2 separate regions of the Triticum aestivum genome follow, and region 1 is linked to region 2. A link is a contact called in public Hi-C data. All regions are on one chromosome and are shown on one strand. The core of a region is the stretch at or near the end of the contact, and the rest is flanking DNA. Distances in the headings are between cores, read along the strand shown.

Region 1 (2,734 bases), core at 206-2,705, 210 kb after region 2:
TAGTTTCTAAGTACATATCTTTTGTCACATATAATACATATTTAGATAGTTAAATCGTCAATCTAGAACTACGCGAATGACTTATTTACCGAGACGGAGGTAGTGGTAGGCATTTCGTCACACGAACTTGATGGCAAGACCAATTGTACATGACCGAATAAGGATGGGAAGAAGGAGAAAAGACTTGAGTCTTTCCTCTCTCACTTTTAGAAACGGGCAGAATTCCCCAAGGAGGAACCTGCTGAAAATGCGTTTCACACTCGCGGAGATGCAGCGGAGGGCGGCGAGGAATTGAATAGAGCTCTTGCCCGAAACGAAGAGCCGGCTAATTCGAGGAACCACTTAAGCCGCGACGCATAGGGCCCAACAGAGCAATTTTAATCCTCGGCCACCTGCGCAATCCGGGAGGCTAGCAGTAGCAGTGGCAGTAGCCCTGGAATGGAAACGGCGGGCGAGCGATCGACCCCTTCAAGTAAGAACTAAGAAAGTAGTAACCAGGACGGAAGGAAGGAGGGGAGGAGACGACGGACGTGGAGAAATTCTGAAGCCCAGCCCCGGGAAAGGAAGCGGAGCTGACACGCACCACTTATGGGGCGCGGCACCGAATTGAATGAGTGGAACAAATGGTTTCCCGGAATCGCCGCGACGTTGCCATCAGGTCAATCCTCCAGACGGACGGGGAAAGCCCCCGTCGCCTGTTTCGGATCGGACCCGGGGCCATGTTGCAATTGCATGCGCGTCGATAAGGTACGCACAACACGCATCCCCGTCTCCATCCATCGCCGAGCACAGGCAGCGCGTAGTACGAACCTACAGGACCGGCCAGCGGTGTAGGTAGCCCGGTGGCCCCTCCCCGCCGGCCCGCCGGCGCCGTGCACGTTGCCGTTTCGCGCAGCCAAGCCCGGTTAGATCTTGCGTGCATGCATACGTTTTTCTAGGGTAAAATTTGCATCTGGGAACCGTTCGTTTCATCGATGAGGCATGCTAGTAGCAAGTTACTGGTAGGAGAAATTGGATTGGATTCGGTTTGCGTGCGCATGTGCGGGAGGCGGCGATGAAAATAGTGTCTCGCGGCGGGGGAGGGGGGGAGGGGCCGTGCGCCATGAAGGCGTGGAGGGGGGTCGGCGATGGGCGATGGGCGCAGGAAGACGACACGCCGTACGCCGTCCACCTCACAGCGCGGAGGGGAGGGGAGGGGGGGAGGCCGCAAGCAAGCAAAGAGGAGAGGACCATCTGGGTCCGGCTCCGATCCGATTAAATGCACGCCCTCTGATCGGGTGGATCGCGATTGCCACCCATGGCCATGGCCATCGCCGCGAGCGAAATCCCGGTCCTGCCCTCGCGCTGCTGACGCCCGGCCCCGCGGCGCAGGCAGGCAGGGTCGCAGCGCCCGAAGAAGATATCGCGCCCGGCCCCACCACGGGCGCCCCTTCCTTCCTCTATTTATGCCTCTACACCGACCGACCTCACACACACACACACACACCACAAAGCTAGCGAGCCACACTGCGCTGCACTGCACGCCACTGATCGGTGCCTCACTTCTCTCTCTACCACCACTACTACTACTACTCTGCTCACTGGCAGCATACATTGCTGCTACTGTACGCGTAGTCACTCACAGTGCCCTGCCAGGAAGATCTCCCGTAGTCAATTCGCTTGATCAGGCCAGGCTACTCGGCACTCACTTAAGCGAGAAGAAAAGGGGGAGGAATTCGTTCGTGGGAGCGCAAGGAGAGCGAGGGAGGGAGAGCTTGTGCTGCGATCGATCGGGCCGGCAGGAGGGGCGATGGGGCGATCGCCGTGCTGCGAGAAGGAGGGGCTGAAGAAGGGGCCGTGGACGCCGGAGGAGGACCAGAAGCTGCTCTCCTACATTGAGCAGCAGGGCCACGGCTGCTGGCGCTCGCTGCCGGCCAAGGCCGGTGAGCACCCCGACCTCATCCAATTTGCTAGCTCTTGCACCCCAACTTCATCCCCTCCCGGCTGCTCCTCCTGCATTCTGCTTTGCTATGTTGCTTGGGTCATTGCTGACATGAATGATGGGAAACCGGGCGTAATCTTTGATTTGCAGGGCTGCAGCGGTGCGGCAAGAGCTGCCGGCTCCGGTGGACCAACTACCTCCGGCCGGACATCAAGAGGGGCAAGTTCAGCCTGCAGGAGGAGCAGACCATCATCCAGCTCCATGCGCTTCTCGGCAACAGGTCATCACCCATCCCAGCCCATCATGGACGAACTGTCCTACATATGCCGCTTAATTTGCACCCAGAATTCACTTAATTCACCGCCTAATTATGATGGAATCTGGTCCCTTATTTAGTGGTTGCAACAATTTTGACTGCCAATAGAGTAGAGTACGTACGATGCTGGTCGCCGACTGCCCGAGTCCGGGGAAGTCAAGAACACGCTAGCTCCATCGTAGTCTTCACACATTTATGGGTAGCGGGGTGGTACATACTTACACTGGGAGGGCCGTGAGATACGAGTAAAACGTAGCCGCTGCATGTACTGCTCTTGGCCGAGTCGTAGCGACGTACACATGTTTTCCCATCCCAGCATTGCGTGAAATTTACCCTTCGAATTGCGATCTCACTAGCACGTACAAGACGAACAATCCCCTCTGTTTTAACTGTTACTGTATGTCGGTCTGCCTTTGCTGTGCAGTACAGAACTAGCTAGTGGTAGTGCTGTTCTTCTGCCTCGCACTGTAGAAAAAACAGAGAGAGAAGCGTCCATC
Region 2 (2,700 bases), core at 73-2,572:
GAGTTGTCTTGACCTGGGTTTTTCGACTGATCACAAATTTGAGTGTCAATTCCTCAACTTTCTCAAGCCCATTACCTGTACGATACGGCCCTCCTCTCTCTTCCTTTGTTCCTTTCTGTTTCTATTTGTTTTTCTATTTGTTTTTTTTCTGGATATTTTTGGGATGTTCGGTGCGTGTATTAATAAAGCGGCTATAGCTTCTGGTCGTCCGTCATTAAAAGTACCCTTCAAGTTGATAAAAATTACCCACCAATGCCACCCATAAGTAGAAAACGATTCAATTTTTCGGACCAAAAATCGCCACCTCCTTCATTGTTTTATAGGGGAGCGACGAGTAGAATACACAGAAAAATGAATGGCAGAGTGGTTGGCTGGTAGATCTTCTGGCAATGAGACTAGGGTTCAATCCCTAGCTCTCACACTTTTTATCTTTCTTTTCTCACGCATGTCCTACCCATGTATGCATTCATGGGCCGGCCCATTTGTGGGGCTTTACTTGCTTGTTTTTTTATTTTACCTTTTTGTCTTTTCTTTTCTCATTATGTTTTCTTTCTTCTTTCTTCTTTAAATTAATTCGTGATTTTAATATTCTAAAAGTTGCGAGTTTTCACAAATAAAATGTTTGAGAAATCATAAAATATATGTGAATTCAAAAATGTTTAGAAAATCATAAAAAAATTGCAGATTCAAAAAATGTTGGTGGTTTTGCAAAACTGTTTGCGAAATTAAAAAGAATCACAATTTTGAAAAAATGGTCGGGAAATAAAATCATGTTCATGATTTTGAAAAAATGATCGTGTATTCAAAACATATTCCGAAAATCATGATCGTGTATTCAAAACATATTCCGGAATATGAAAAAAATGTACAATACATTTTAGAAAATGTTCACAAAAATAAAAATAAATATTTTGTTTTTTTAATTTGTTTCCCAATTTTAAAGAAAAGTTCATTGATTCAAAAAATGTTTGGTGAGTAAAAAAATGTTAATGAATTTGAAACCGGTTCATACATTTAAATAGTTTTGTAAACAAAAGTAATGTTCATGATTATTTTGAGAAAATCATAAAGTGGTATTTGACTTTAACCGTTCTCAGGTTGCTTCGTTGTGAACGCGCCTGAATCCGGAGGAAATCCGCGACGACTCTAGTGACTCCCAACTTCTCTCAATTTTGTTTTTTGTTTTTTGAGGATCAACTTCTCTCAATTTATGGCCCGTGCTCACTACGCAAAACCAACCGCACCCACGGGCCGGCCGGTACATCTTTCCCGTGGGCCTCCCGCGCCTGGCCCGAGTAGTGATCGCAACCTTCTGACCCGCTGCTGCCTTTCGTCCGACCCACCGCCGCGGCACCGCCGACCGGACGAACCCTTTCCTCGACGCCGCCCTAGGAATAGGATCTGCGCCGCCGTCGCCCAACGAGCCGCCCGTCGTCGAGTCCTCCTCGACGCTGGTCGAGGATCCAGTCCACCTGGAGCTGCACCAAGGACGCACCCCCCGGACATAGGTAGGCTTCTCTCGCCTCTTGTGTTGGGTACTCATCGAAGCAGCAGGCGGAGGGCTCTTCCCCCATTCTCTTTGGTTGCATTATATGGTCTATCAGGCTTCCATCTCGTATTGAGTGAAATTTTATGGTGGTCTTTGCGAGAGGTATGCTTGGTGGGGAATATGAATGCTCCATTTTATTGTTAATTTTCTCCCCATATGAACAAAATTACAAAAATTACAATACACCCAACTTGACATATACGATCAGGTTACTCACCATATAGGGAATATAATCCACCTTGGGCAGCTAGACATTATTGTTTGAGGAATAGGCAGACGTAAGTTGGCATTGCCATGTGTTTCCATGGGGAAATTATGAACTTTTGGCAACCAAACACAAAAGTTGGGATTGCAGATCAATCCCAATTTCATAAGAATTTGAATTGGGCCTCCAAATTTGCAAGGACAGCCCCGTTCCACAAGCCAAATGGACATAGGCGATTTGGAACTCAGGGAAGAATTAAATGGACATAGGATTTCCTGAATTTCTACATGGATTTGGATTGTGTCATGTTCTAGAACTATTTGTGGTGGTGGTACTGTGGTAGGGTGGGGGGTAATCATGTTATACACTCAAATGAGTAGGTTTTCGTCACACATTCACCTTGAGCTACGAAACACGGATACGGCAGAAAACCAGTCTATAAGAGGTGGATACTGCCCGGATATGCTGATACATCTGGATACATCCGGTGCAATCACTAATGTCTTGGTGTGTCTTGCTCATGCAGTCATTGTGATTTGATGAGCTTGGCAGCTTGCACGTGCAGTTATCATGATTTGGTGAGCTTGAGTGGTGTGTTGGCTCATGGGATTGGAAAACAATTATGTTCCCGTTCCTGCATAGAATCATTAATATCTATATTGTTTTAGTATCTATATATATGAAAATGTATCGCTGCATTTTTAAAAAGTTGCCGTTTCGCGGTATCTGTATCATCATATCTGGGCAGCCTAGCCTTGGAGTTGTTATTAAGACTTCAGGTAGAGAGTATCTCTGTGCTAAAATTTCTCTGTTTTCTGTTTACTTATTCCTTGCAGAAGTGTAAACTGTGCGGCAATTGTTTACACATGTCCATCTTTCGCTTCATTCTCCTGAGAATAGAAAGAAGTAGAGGCTGGAGATGCTTTGCTACTGGAATCCCTTCTGA

Evidence for each region. A called contact is a pair of places that touch in the nucleus more often than the background predicts.
Region 1: a contact with region 2 is called in a Hi-C map of leaf, with 2.8 times the contacts expected there. The contact joins the promoter of LOC123189439 here to the promoter of LOC123189438 in region 2. A contact is called at or near these places in 2 of 5 Hi-C or Micro-C datasets (leaf and an unstated tissue).

Annotation. Positions count from the first base shown.
Region 1 is chr2A:563,425,931-563,428,664 of IWGSC CS RefSeq v2.1, forward strand. LOC123189439 (transcription factor MYB16) reads left to right here and starts at 1,456. Exons shown (of 3, transcript XM_044601851.1): 1 at 1,456-1,922; 2 at 2,072-2,201. The coding sequence starts at 1,790.
Region 2 is chr2A:563,211,281-563,213,980 of IWGSC CS RefSeq v2.1, forward strand. It overlaps LOC123189438 (cyclic pyranopterin monophosphate synthase, mitochondrial), which reads left to right and starts at 1,323. Exons shown (of 2, transcript XM_044601850.1): 1 at 1,323-1,508.